Regions from separate parts of the Mus musculus genome. Here regions 2, 3 and 4 are each linked to region 1. A link is a contact called in public Hi-C and promoter capture Hi-C data. All regions are on one chromosome and are shown on one strand. The core of a region is the stretch at or near the end of the contact, and the rest is flanking DNA. Distances in the headings are between cores, read along the strand shown. Region 1 holds the start of Utp18 (UTP18 small subunit processome component). Region 2 holds the start of Tmem100 (transmembrane protein 100). Region 3 holds the start of Mmd (monocyte to macrophage differentiation-associated). Region 4 holds the start of Tom1l1 (target of myb1-like 1 (chicken)).

Region 1 (3,292 bases), core at 356-2,855:
GTCTCATAGCCTCATGAGGAGTATCTCTTGTTCTATGTGCTCCATCTCCACCTTCTTCAAACTTTATACCACACCCACACACTCGAAACCTAAACCTAGCACTCAAAAAAAAAAAAAAAAAAAAAAAAAACCCTTCAAATGATCTGAGCTTTCTCCCAACCTACAGGGCAGTGTCCAAGGAGCCAACTGCAGTATCCACCAGCACTGCTGATTTAAGATCTTTCAAAGCCCATCAAGTGAGTCCTTTGGATACAGAACTGTCCCACAGCTCTTAACATAACTGGTCTCCACCTCCCAAAGAAGGCTGCTGCAGCTCTCCATCAAAGCACCCACACAAAGGGTGAACTAAGCAAATGCTGATATTCCCATTGAGTCAGTCAGCTTACCCTATCTAAAAGACGTCTTCACATATATTTAAATCCCTTTCTCAAATGTTTTCATTTTCCTCTCCACCAACATACTTTAACTTTACTAGTCTTGTCTCTTTTATCTTGCTTTTTTACCACTACTAACACAAGTTCCAAGAGGGGTTCTTGTGGGATTCCTCCACTGCTGTGTCTCTACCCTTAGTCCAGGGACCAGGTATAGAACAAAAATAATAGCGCAAAGAGCATCAATCAGGAAGGATTTGCAATTGTTACAAGAGCTAGCAACCAAAGAAAGGTTAGAGATGAATACACACTGATCGTTCTCAAAAGCTGGGCGTGGGTATCACCCCGCGATGTTATTAAAATGCAGCTTTACGCCTTCTGCCCACGTATTGGTTCCATCCACTACGCGGAGTCGCGACAGGTGATCAAACGGTCACCCCTGTGGTTCCAGCAGAGGGTGTAAGAGCCCGAAGATGAGCGACTCTACTTTGCAGACATCCTTTGGCAAACCAAGCCGACAGTTGAGCGCCTGCTGGATGCGAAGCGCCGCAGCCCCTTTGGGGCGGAGAAAGGCAGCGTCCCCGCCCTCGCCAGCCAGCAGCCCAGAACCCGAGGCGAAAGAGCCGGACGGCGCCCCTCGGCGCCCGCGGTCGCCGGTCCCTCCCACCTGAGCACTCGCCGCCACAGGTCCCCCCCACCTCCAGGCTCCGCCCCCGGGGCCTCGCCTCCCGCCGCGCGCCCCGCCAGAGCGTGTGCCCGCTCGGCAGGCAGGCAGGCGGGCAGGCAGGCAGGCCTTCCTCACCCGCGAGCTCCGCAGCCGCTGCAGCAGCGCGTCCTCGTCGTCCTCGACATCGCCGAAGACGAGCTGCTCCAGGCAACGCTCGGCGGCCGGCTTATCGTCCTCTAGCGTCAGGCGGTTCCGCTGCCGGAGCCGGCTCTCCTCCTCCTCTGCCGCCGCCGCCGCGGATCCCGCGCTAGGGGCCGCCCTCGGCTCGGCCGGCTGTGTCCGTTGGGATGAACGGGCGGCCTTTGCGGGCGTGCTGCCGCTCCCGGGTCTGGCTTTCCTCCCCGGCGTTGCGCCGGCTCTCCGGTCTCGTCTCGTCCGGCTCTTGCGTTCGGGCGGCATCCTCAGGGCTGAGGGGAAAACGCCGACGTTCACGTGGAGTACCACTGCGCATGTGCCGGGGCGGCTCGCTCTTCTCCTCGGCCCGGCCCCGGGGAGCCGGAAGGAGTCTGCGCCGCCGCAAGCCACGTGACCGGCGCTCGCGCGCTACGTCACTCCCACTCCGTCCGGCGGCCCCGCCCCATGTGGGAGTTCCTCAGGGAAGGCCGATCTTCCGGGTGGAGGGGGAAGCGGCGTGACTGGAGTGGAAATTTTTCCCAACACAACTTCTCGGAGGCAACATATTGGAAGGGACTCGGGGAGGCCGGAGTCCAAATGGAAGTGGCTGAAAGAAACTTCTCGCCCTGCTGATTCTGAGCCCCGCGTCGTGCCGCGCGCCCTCAATTACCTCATCGACTTGTGGTCTTGGTACGGTCCTTAGAGTACGGCGCCTGCCGAGGGTCCCACGCTGGAGGGGAGAGAGGAGGGTACGTGGGGGAAGTGGGCCAATCGGGGCGCGGGTCACGGCGCAGGCGCGCTGGGGAGGGAGGGCTATGCTAATGTTGTTGATATCCTGGGGCCACCCGAGTTAAAAGGGGGGAAATCCGGGGGCTGCCACTGCTGTCGCTGGCCCTGGCCCAGCCGGGGGTCCCCCCTGTAGTCGCCGCAGTCCCGGGGAGAGGCACCGGCCCCCTGCTCGCGGGGGGGGAGGGGGCGCCGCGGGCTCGGGGAGCACGGACGGCCCCTACCCATGAGGCCCTGATGGAAAACACAAAGGATCTGGTGAGAGCCGAGCGCAGCGGCCGCTTTGTGTGCCAGGTTTGAGGGGGGGGGGCACGCCTGCGGCTGCCCGGCCCCCGGAACGCCGCAGCTCGGGGACCCCACTCGCGGGCCTGCTTCTTCATCCCACGCCCCCTCCGTCTCCGGAGCTCCCCTCCCCCTACTGGCCGTTAAACGTTCAGGGGTTCCCCTCCCCCCCTCAACCCCTGACTTAGGGTTCTCTTAGGGAGAAAAAAAAACATAAGAAAGTTTTTCCTCTGCTCCCTCCCAACCCCGTTCTGCTTGAAGGGAAAGATTAGATAGGAGACTTTGCCTTTTTTAGCTGCCAAGGGTGGGAGAGTGGTTTCTCGGGGGTGTGGGGGCAGGAGCATACAGAGTTTCGGGGCTTGGCTGGAGACGGAGCCCACCATTGTAGAGCCAGCGCCGAGAGGCATTTTGCACGTGGAGGTGCTGATACTGAAAGGGGGCGGGGTGGGCACGTGTGGGAGGGAGACGTAGGAGTGGTATCGGGGAGTCAGCCGCCAAGGCTGCTACTTGAGGGTTCCAAGTCAGTGGGCTTCCACCATCCGTACGTTCTCCTTTGTGAAAAAGAAATCCTGACATTTCAGAGTCGGAAGAGACACTAGAAGTCACCCAAAGCAGCCCAGCTTCTGACGAGTGGTAGGTAGTCTGACCTCTACTTAACCCTACATCCATATACCACGCACTGCAGCCTAGGAAAGCACCTTCGGTTTCTTTCAGTCTCTGATATTCACTTGCCTGCCCTTATTAGACCCTTCAGTCTCATTCATGTCGTGTCCTGGTTAAGTTGCTCCCTTTTTTACTTCTCAAATTTGTTCTCACATCCTCCTCACCCACCCACTGCTCATTGGCCTATATTTTGTATGCCAGGAAAGAACATCAGGGAAGTGGAGGGAGGGGGATGGGGAGAGTAAAGAGATGGTAAGGGCCAACTGAAAACTTTGCTGGGTCGGTATCAAGTGTGCTGCTTCCATGACTAAAGATGGTTGAAACTATTCCCTGGGAAGCCAGGGAACTG
Region 2 (3,292 bases), core at 566-3,065, 3.9 Mb before region 1:
TCTTGGAGACCCCTGAAATATCCCTACCGCTCTAGCATCTTCCGGAGGCTCTCTCACAGGATACCTACCAGCCTGTATCAGTCTTGGTTTCAAACACACTCAAATCTGCTTGATAACACAGCTCTGTCTCAATGCTCAGAATCCTAGGGGATACAACACACAATTCAACCATTAAGTTTCTTTTCAGGGTACTTGCTCAAAAGTAAACTGAATGATAGTGTGCTACCCTGTACCTCCCCCTTCCCTGAATGAGAACTATTCGTAGAATCTTAAGCAGTCAAAAACAATGGCCAATGGATGGGCACAAGGTAGAGACTCCTGGAGTTATGGCTTGGTTCAGCCACTTTCCCTAGTAGTATAGATCCGCTAAAGTATCACACAGTGCCAAGTCTCAGAATCTTGCACAGGAAAACACAAACAGCAGTCCTGGAGATGTGGCCTGGGTAGTGTGTGATCGATGCTTATGAACATTCACGTGCTCCGTTCCTCTTCATTCGGTGGACTGGGTAGGTCCACTCCGAATGGGGGAGTTGGTTCTAGAGTTAAGGCCGAACAAAGTGCTAGCCACCAGAAGCCAGGACAGGCAACTAAGAGGTCCAAGCTGTTCTTTCTCTCCACATGTGGATCTTAGGAGATTCCTGTGCCTGGAACTTGACCAACAAATAGTAAAGACATGTTTGTATCTAAAACACATTTTTTTCTTCTTCCTCTTACTACTGTTAGATCTTTCTACTTAAAAGAAAACTGCCTAGAGCATATTTGGGAGGGGAAATAACAAGAGTTGTTATCCCCAAAGCACACAAAAACACAGATCACTTTCCAAAATGCCCCTGATTTCAGAGTAAAATTGTTGACACACCCTTTAAAAAAAAAAAAGAGTTAGCTAGGAGAAAAGCTGGCCAGCTTCCCGAATTTCACTGAACTCAACGGGCCTTTGTGATGACAGAGATCTTCATGTGGTGATTGGACAGAGAGGAGCCTGAGGAACTGGCATCTTCCGGGATGCTGGAAACTAGCCAGCTCGACCACACCAAGCAAAAGCAAAAACGAAAGTGGGAGGGAGGGAGAATAATCAAACACACGTGAGGGCAGTTCTTCCCCAAATGCAAAGCACAAGTGTGCTCCCCAAAGAGAAACCGCCAGCGCACTTCAATGGCAGAGTGGAAACGCCCCCGGCAGGCTCCCACAGATGGGACCTGCACCAGTGACCTGTTTGTCCTGGAACTGGCCATCCTTCTTGCTTCCTTCCACTGCGGACCCTCCCTCCCCCTAAGCAACGGCTCCTTATTGCTAAGGAAGAGGAGATGCTTTTTAAGTAAGGGGGAATTCTCTCTGACGTAGTAAATCTCCTCACAGCGTTGTTTGTGATGTTCTTGGTGGCCTCAGTTCTTCTGAGATGTGGCAGTCCAGTGTGTTAGCAACCCCATGCAATCTGGCATCTTCACATAAGGAACACTCATTGGCGAACCAGCTTGCTTGACTTCATGGCGACAGGCCACCCAGGCACTACATACAGCCTTATCTCTTATCATCTATCGCTCTTCTTCAGGCTGGCCTCGAACTCAGAAGTCTGCCTGCCTCTGCCTTCCAAGTGCTGAGATTAAAGGCGTGTGCCATCAGTGCGCCGCTATCTATTACTCTTCTTATCACTTAAACCTCATGGTGACAAATCTGCAGAGGATCCCACTCTCCTTTCCGGAATTCTCCAATGGCTTGCCTTTACCCATCCCCACCCCTCCTCCCACACCCATCTCTCCACCCACCCCTACCCTTACTCCTCCACCGCTAATGTAGAAGACCGAAAAGGAGTTCTTTTCTGCAGCTTCACACTACAAAAGAGTGATATCGAAGACTAGGTTAGAGAAAACCATAAAAAAGAATGCTTGCATAAGGATTTTAAACGGGGGAAAGAAAACAGGAGAGATTTTTAGTGACTTTTTAAATAATTGGGTTATGATGGATTCACTCCTGTAATTACAGTGGATGGTGTGGGCACGGAAAAAAAAATAGAAAAGAAAAGGAAAACGTAGAGTAAAATACAACAGCGAGTAAGGAATTTCCTTTCACCAAATTGTCTCCGGTCCCTTAATGGTCTGTAAATCTTGCTGAGTACTTTGTGTACGGTCCCTAGCATGGTGATTTGCATCCCACTGTCGGCCTCGCTGTTGGCCGCCGCTTGCTGCTGTCTCAGTCCACTTCTGGCTGAGAAAGGTAAGGCTCGGTTTCCTTGCTCTTTGAAAGATCTGGGAGAGGCTTGTAGATTGTTTGCCGGGGTTCGCCCGGGGAGGACGGTTCATACACTCGGAAGTCTTCAGGAAAGTTTTCTAAACTTGAGCCTTCCCAAGCCCTGCGCTCAAAGGAAAAAAAAAAAAAAAAAGAACCAGGGAAATTTCCTCACTTTTCTGCACCAAGAGCTTGCAGAAAAAGAGACTGGATGCATTGTGATGAAAATTTGCACGTGGGGCCAGGTGTCGCTTCCCAGGGTGTTTAATACCAGCTAGGCACCCTGTGGGCGGAAGACTGGACATTCAAAGGCGTTTTTGCATGTTTTGCTGTGAAAAATCTTTTTGAATTTCTTCTTAAGAGATAAAGTTGGTTAAAGATGCTTGTGCCCCCGGTTGCCCTGGTGCTTCTACCCTTTTCTTCCTGGCACAATTTCTGGTTAATCTCTGAGCTTTCCATTTCTTTAAATTTACCAGTTCAAATCAGGAGTTGTCTAATTTTGGAGACTGGCATCTTCTTACCTAGACAGATGCCTTTACACTGTGCTGGGACAGTGGCGCGGAGCGCCACACCTGAAACCATGAGAAGCCGAAGCTTCCAAGTTAGAAGTAGCAGCAAACCTGTGGCCTTGCACCCTGGAGGCACAGCTCTGTTCAGTGTCTCTCCTTACCGTTTCATCCTGGGGCTCGCCATGGGAAAGGATGCCTCTCTCCCCTGTAGGTTCATTTCTTTACCTTCGGCTTAGGAAGCAAGGGAAAATGATCTTCCACTAGGATATGGTGATGTTCAGAACTTCCTGGCTGCTACTGGGGATTTGCTTAATATACAGTAAATGGCCTGTGCTAGGAATCAGGGAGGTCTTGCCCCAAAGGCAGGAGTTCCCAAGTGGGAAGCAGCTCTCTTTGAGGGTTTCTATTTGATGTAGCCTAGACCCTAGGTCACCATCTTCTGAATACCCTGGTTCCAAATATGCCCAATCTCGCCATCCAGCGATGTCACTAGTTATACGTGAGACTCCATTTCTCTAAGACTCACATTGGAAGCTGTGGGTGATGGCAGTCTGGGCTTC
Region 3 (3,292 bases), core at 543-3,042, 3.6 Mb before region 1:
ACATTTGTTGTGATTACAGTTCCTATCCCTTAGGTTGTCATTTCATGTGGCTAATTTTCAGTTATCTTTTAGTTAGTACCTTTGTTACTGCCCCTTGATCGTTTATAAGGGGAGTGCCATGTAGTCAATTGGTAGATTTTCAAGCTATGCTAGTTGTCAGGCTTTACTGTGAGTGCAAAAGGAGTCAGGTGTGTGTTTTAAGAATTGTGCTGTTTTAAAACTTAGGGAGAGGCCGTTGGCATACTGACCTGATGGTATCTGGTGCTTCGTGTTAGAGGAAGCTATGTAGGAATCTGTTTTGCATCGGGCAAGTTTCTTTTTCACTCCCTGATCCTCTTTTACATTGATGACTCCCCAACCCCCACTTCTCTACATTTAACATATGAGAGAAAACATTTAACATTTGTATTTCTGAGCCTGGTTTATTTATTTCATTTCATATGATGATATCTAGTTCCATCCATTTCTCTGTTCCCAGAAATGTAGTTACTCGTAACCCCCCCCCCCCCCACACACACACACTGAAGAACAATCCAGTCCTCCTCTATTGGAGCCGATTGTCCTTTTAAACCAAGTGTGCAGCTTTGGAATGGAAAGATCACTCCCGAGTCTTCATTTTTTTCCTTCTGGCTGACTAATTTTCCATGCTGTCTCTAGACACACACACCACATTTTCTTTCTACATCCTTTGGTAGGCACCTACACTAATATAATAACTTGGCTATTGTAAACAGTGCCACCTTTCAAAGCCTTGGCCTCCATACCTGTGAAATGAGTAACATAATTTTGAACCTAAGGATTCCTTCCAAGATCAAAGCAATTGTTGTGGAAAGCACCCCGGGGCACTTAAAGAGAAGGACACTAGAATGGTGGGTGAAACCATTCCCCGGCATCCCCCCATCTTTCATTCGTTTCAAAAAGAGTAAATACTGCTTCGAAGCTGGCCCTAAGTCCCTCAAGAAGGTGAAGTTTGAGGAGTGGGGGATGTGTGTGGGCAGGTTTCCTGGATGGGAGCACACCTGGATTTCAGGAGTGATGCTGACAGGTCCTGCACATGTCAATTCCTTTTTTCCAGTATTCTTCTGAGTGTATTCACTACCTCTTATCTCTTCTCTCCCTAGGATCTGCTCTTCTGGCAAGTCCTTTTAGCTTTACAGAGGTTTAGCAAAAGGGGCCGATTCAAGTCTACTCTTTCCTTGGAAATTTCTTGGGTTAAAAAATAGAAAATAAAATGGAGGACGTAAAAAGATCTCTCCAGAAGAATCCCCCTGGAGAAATTCCAATCTCTTCTTTATAGGACAGCCGTGTTACTAATCCGTCTTTACACAGCGTAAAAGGTGAAGAAATAAATGAAAGGAAGGACGCAGAAATGAATGAAGGCTGGATAAACGATATGGGGCCAAGATTAGAAGGCAGAGATAGATTCTTGCTCGCTGCCACTTCCGGCACAGCTGCTTCTAAGATTGTGGGCCATCTCCTACACACCGTTGTTCCTTCCTCTCTGTTGCAGCTCACACGCTCAAAGCTTTAATGCAGAGCACCGCCCTCCCAGCGCTCCTCCCCTTTCGGCTAGCCACACCCCTCGGCTCTGAGGTTCCGCCCCACCTACCGAGCTTCAAGGGAAATGAATGGCAGCGGAGCCCTGCGCCGCTCCGGACACTGATTGGCCACTGGGCGCGGTGACGCGCAGGTGGCTGCGGGCGCACGCAGCGAGAGCAGCGGGCAGGGGCGGAGCCGGGCTCCGGGGCGGGGCCCAGGCACCCGGGGGCGGAGGAGCCAGGGAGGCGGGAGGCGGGAGGCGCCGGGGCCGTTTAAGCGGCCTCCCTCCCGCCCCCAGGCGCCTGCTCTGGCCCGGGCCCTGTGCTGACCGACCCCCGGTGTGGCCCACTCCGGCCCTGCCCAGTTGCGTGGCTCCCGCCTGGCACGCCAGCGGCCTCGGAGCAGCTCAAGCCCATGAGGCCGGCGCGCCCTGCCGCCGGTGCAAAAGAGACGGAGCTCCCGGCCCCCGCGGTGGAGCGGTGGATCAATGCGGTTCAGGAATCGATTCCAGCGGTGAGAGTTCTGCGGGGAACGTGCTCCGTCCCGGGGGATCCCGAGCCCTGACGAGGACCGGCTCCCGGGAAGACTCGCAGTTCTGCGATCCCCTTCCTCCAGGCAGCTTGGGATCTGTGCCCCGGGACCCCGCATCTGCTTTGCCTCCTCCATCCGCTTGCAAACCTAGCTTGGCCCTTGAGATCCCCATCCAGACACCGCTGCTGCTAGCTTCTAGCAGACTACTCCAGCCTCAGAGCCCCCTCCCCACGACTCCACTCAGGGCCTCCACCCTTATACAAACCCCAACGTGAGGTCTCTTAAGGCTGCTGCAGCACCCTGTGGCGATGTTTGTCTTACAGCGGGTAGGAGGTCTGGCCTGAGCTTTTTGAGGTGTTTTGTCGGTGGTTGGCCCTAGAGACAGGGAAACTGAGGCACGCTTCTCTAGGTCCAGCTTTCCTGATGGTGTCCGGAGGGGTTGTGTGTCTCGGGCTAAGAACCTAATGGTGTGCTATTTGGGGGATTTTTTTTTGGCAGGGGCAAGTTAGCATTCAGGTGGAGAGACATGCCTTTGAGAAACCTGGTTTTAGGAAATAGGGAGAAAGAACGGAGGAGGCGCCACCGGAAGGCGGGTTGTCTGCTCTACACTAAAGAGGTGGTAGGGTAGCCCGACTTGAGGGACATAGTGTGGCCCTTCTCTCCCGGGTGGATTACCTGCGTGGAAGGAATGATGAAGGCTGCCGACCTATTGTTCCCAAAGAAAGCTCTGGGCTTTAATGTTTCTAAGTGGGTGAAAGTTCACCCATGGGGTTTCTGGTAACTCCATCCCTTTGTCTGAGCCTGGCAGCCATACCCATTCCCAGCCCTTCACCACCAACAGGGTAGCCTAGTGTGATGTACCAGAGAATTCAAAAGCAGAAATGCTTAAAATCTTCCGAGCAGGCTATTGAGTTTGAAGTGGTCTTTCTTTTTATTTTAAAATGTAAACACACCATTTAGTTTTCCTTTCCCTTCTTTCCCCTGTTCACTCATTAATGCTTATCTCATTTCTTCCAGTCTCAAAGGGTAAAAGAGCCAACACAACATGCACAGGATGAGGGTGGTCTTTGCGCTCAGTATTGGGGGAGATCGGCTTGAAGATTTGGATTGCTTTCTGAATATTGCTTATTACTTGGTGGCTGGAAGTCTGGCACTATCGTTGGAGGAGAACTACGTCTCTATGTCAAAGGCAGAAAGGAACCTTGGTCTTTCTCGTTTAGAA
Region 4 (3,292 bases), core at 552-3,051, 3.2 Mb before region 1:
GACACAGGACCAGGGTCAGAAAACCGCTAACGCAGTGGGTCTCAACCCTCCTAATGCTCTGACTCTTTAGTACACTTCCTTATGTTATGGTGACCCCCAACCATAAAATTGTTTTCACTGCCTACTTCACAACTGCAATTTTGCTAGTTATAGATTGCAACGTAGATATCAGTGTTTTCCCACGGTTTTAGGGGATCCCTGTGAAAGGGTCATTGGAACCCCTTCCCCAAAGGGTCTCAACCCACAGGTTGAGAAACATTACTGTACTGTCTGCCTGCTTATTGGCATCTATGACAAAGATACCCATGTACGGTGCAAACCATAGTGTGTGGCTTTAATGGGGTTCTAAATGGACAAAGCTGGGCCATCTTGCTCGTGTCGCTAGGCACACATTGTTCTTCCATCTGGATACTTCTTTCTCTCAACATGCTCATTCCTAGAGAACTCTTATTCACACTTCAAAGGCTGTGGCCGAGTTCGTTTCTCCCTTTTTTAAAGTTTTGTTTGCAAACTACGTGGTATCTTTCAGTATTATAAGGGTATCTTAACAGTGGATGCTGCAGAATATGGCCATTCTCCTTATCACCAGGTAAGTTCCCTGGGGGATGGGACTATGCCTTCCCGAAGGCATCCAGCTAGTAGTTCTAAATGTTTTCAAAACTAAGGGATAATCGGACATTGCCGAAGTGCCTTTTGCCTGCGAAGCTTCAGCGAGGATCCATTTCTGCTCGGAACTCGTTCTAAGACATACTATTCAGCAAGGAGATGGGCAGTTACAGTGCTTTTCCTAGAGGGCAGCTCTCTTGCAGTATTGTAAAGATGTGGAAACTCAGGTTTAAGTTCAAAGGTGCGGCCCATCCCCGCAGCAGTTAGTTTAACTTACTTCCAATCTAAACTTTCTGAGACTGAGTCTTAGAACTACCAGGTTCATAGGATTTCATCACCCCACCAAGTTCCCAACAGTTTGCCTGTCATTAATACACCCTGGTGCCACACCCTGTCCCCAAGGGAGGGGGCAGGGTAAAGAAGGGAGCTGAGGTGGCAAAAAGCCAATTGTATGTAGTCAGTGACTTCTGCATCCACCTCTGTAATTCAGAACACAAACACAAGGGATAAGGAAGGACCAGGCTGGCTGGATTGGAGGGTGATGCGTGGTCTAAGAGCCTCAGTGACTGCAGACGGCCCCTCTCCCAATCTCCCTCTTTAAGCAAAAGGCCGGCTCACATCGCTTGGGCTGTGCGCTGGAGAAAATTGGTTTGGAGAAACCTGCCTCTCAGGGTGAGATCACGTCAATTAGCGTCTCAGATCTCTCTTTCTGGTCTGTAAAATGGGTATAACAATAAGGTGCTGAGAGTGGACGACGCACTTTATGAAGAACCTTCCCCGGGTCAAGAAGTTTCCACTTTCTCCTCCCAGCGGTCCCAATACTCCACGCAGTGCTGTGCTGCGGGCCACCTGCTTGCTCCACTCGCCCAGCATTTTGAACTTTGCATTTTTTTCGGAGAGGTTCTGGTATGAGTGAGCCAAACTCAGAAAGGTGGAAAGTGGCCGCAGGTGGCACGCAGGTGGCGTGGGAAAGCTGCGGGGGAGGGTAGCATTTCCTCCGACTTGGTCCAACTCGCCCCCCACCCTCCAATCGAGAATGGAGTGGAACCGGCAAAGCTCCCACGGTTCCCCAAGCCAGCCGGGATGTTACTCCCTGCGCCTCCTTACCTATGAGGTGACCCACAGAGGTAGCGTAAGGATCGCGGTGACTCTTCCCAAACGCCATGGTAGCTCCAGAGAGCCCTCCCAGGAAATCCGCCTCCACCGCCCTCCGACTCCACCCGCTCCGTGCCCGAGGCTCCTCCTCTCCGCTCCAGCGCTTGGCTGCCGCGGAGAGGCGCCAGGCAGCGAGCAGGGCGGGGACCCGGGGGACTTGGCGCACCTGCCGCGTGCTCCTGGCGCTTCCCGCACCTCGTGACTCTAGGTGGGCTGGGAGCCCGGGTGGAGTGATGTGACTCCGCACCCCGGGCCTGCGAACTCAGAGTCCAGCTCCAACATCTCCACCGCAGGGCTGAAGACCGCTCCCCTCTCTTTGGAGACTAGACAGTGTGGGATTAGTTGCTAACACAGACTCGAGGGTTATTGCTAAGGTTTATTCAGACAAGGACATAGACCTCTCAAGTCACACACCTCCAGAACAATGAGACTTCGCCTATCACCACTCCGGAGGTCCCTGAACCGATTTTTGCGCCCTACCCTTTAAATCTACGGAACTGGGAGGAGGATGGGCTGTCTAGGAGAGCCAAGACCTCCCTTGAGCCCGGGCTTTGTTTTTCACCCGTTTCCAAGAGGGACCACGAGGCGCCACCACACAAGCTTTTGGCTTCTAGCTCTATCTCCTAGGAACCCTGCTTTCCAGCCTTATGGTGAAAGGAGAGAGGGGCCTTTCCTGGGGCTCTGGCAGGAAATATGTTTGGTATGTAAATCCACATTAAGAAACCAAACCTCTCTGTTTCTATTTGAACCAAGATTTCTTTTTCCTTTTCCGCGGCACGGCTAACATCAGATACCCATGCTTCTGATCTGTAGGATGCCTCCTGAGACGATGGGCTACTCTGCTGGTAGATTTTGCTTCCTGTAGCTAACTGGGACTGAGCTTCACATTAATAGTGGGTTTATTCCCCCCACCCCGAAATGGTGACTAGAAAGAGCAGGAGGACCTGGCCTGACTCATGTTTTTGGTCTTCCATATTTTAGCATAGATGTCAAAACCAATTACATTATGCTCCAAGTGGCTATCATTTGTTGTATTGATCCGGAATCTTCCTCCACCTCCCCCTGTTTGTCCTCCTCCATGAGTGAGTTAACATCGGGATCCTACAATGTAAAATACGGCATTTTTGTTATGATGGTGTTTCTTATGATGAGGTCAGTCCTACCTGAAATAGGACATGCCTATCAGGCTCACTAGCTGTTTCATGTGGTGCGATCTCTCCACTGTGGCAGTCAAGTAGTCTTTACAGCTGATGTTGAAAACCTCTTTTGGCTCTCTCAGCAGCCTGATCTCTGTCTGTCCCTAGCAAATCATTTTGCCTTCATTGCCGTGTGTGATGGGGCAACATTAAGAAGAAAGTCAAAGGCTGGAGAGATGGCTTAGCAGTTAAGAGCACTGACTCCTCTTCCAAAGGTCCTGAGTTCAATTCCCAGCAACCACATGGTGGCTCCCAACCATCTGTAATGGTATCTGATGCCATCTTCTGGTGTGTCTGAAGACAGCTACAAGTGTACTCATATACATAAAATAAAT

Evidence for each region. Promoter capture Hi-C pulls out the DNA fragments that hold promoters and counts their contacts. A called contact is a pair of places that touch in the nucleus more often than the background predicts.
Region 2: a contact with region 1 is called in a Hi-C map of B cells, with 5 read pairs. The contact joins the promoter of Tmem100 here to the promoter of Utp18 in region 1. A contact is called at or near these places in 1 of 39 promoter capture datasets (cranial neural crest) and 1 of 484 Hi-C or Micro-C datasets (B cells).
Region 3: a contact with region 1 is called in a promoter capture Hi-C map of pre-B cells. The contact joins the promoter of Mmd here to the promoter of Utp18 in region 1. A contact is called at or near these places in 4 of 39 promoter capture datasets (cranial neural crest, frontonasal cranial neural crest, maxillary cranial neural crest and 1 more) and 1 of 484 Hi-C or Micro-C datasets (CD4 T cells).
Region 4: a promoter capture Hi-C map of second pharyngeal arch cranial neural crest shows a contact between it and region 1. The contact joins the promoter of Tom1l1 here to the promoter of Utp18 in region 1. A contact is called at or near these places in 5 of 39 promoter capture datasets (cranial neural crest, frontonasal cranial neural crest, hematopoietic stem and progenitor cells and 2 more) and 1 of 484 Hi-C or Micro-C datasets (the G1E-ER4 cell line).

What each region holds. Positions count from the first base shown.
Region 1 is chr11:93,884,161-93,887,452 of GRCm38.p6, forward strand. Utp18 (UTP18 small subunit processome component) reads right to left here and starts at 1,606. Exons shown (of 14, transcript NM_001013375.1): 1 at 1,174-1,606. The coding sequence starts at 1,497. It overlaps Mbtd1 (mbt domain containing 1), which reads left to right and starts at 2,011. Exons shown (of 16, transcript NM_134012.4): 1 at 2,011-2,256. RefSeq lists enhancers at 1,608-1,640, 1,835-1,877, 1,890-1,923 and a cis regulatory region at 1,621-1,628.
Region 2 is chr11:90,028,533-90,031,824 of GRCm38.p6, forward strand. It overlaps Tmem100 (transmembrane protein 100), which reads left to right and starts at 1,816. Exons shown (of 3, transcript NM_026433.2): 1 at 1,816-2,211.
Region 3 is chr11:90,247,684-90,250,975 of GRCm38.p6, forward strand. Mmd (monocyte to macrophage differentiation-associated) reads left to right here and starts at 1,793. Exons shown (of 7, transcript NM_026178.2): 1 at 1,793-2,052. The coding sequence starts at 2,027.
Region 4 is chr11:90,685,800-90,689,091 of GRCm38.p6, forward strand. It overlaps Tom1l1 (target of myb1-like 1 (chicken)), which reads right to left and starts at 1,802. Exons shown (of 16, transcript NM_001357543.1): 1 at 1,714-1,802. The coding sequence starts at 1,771.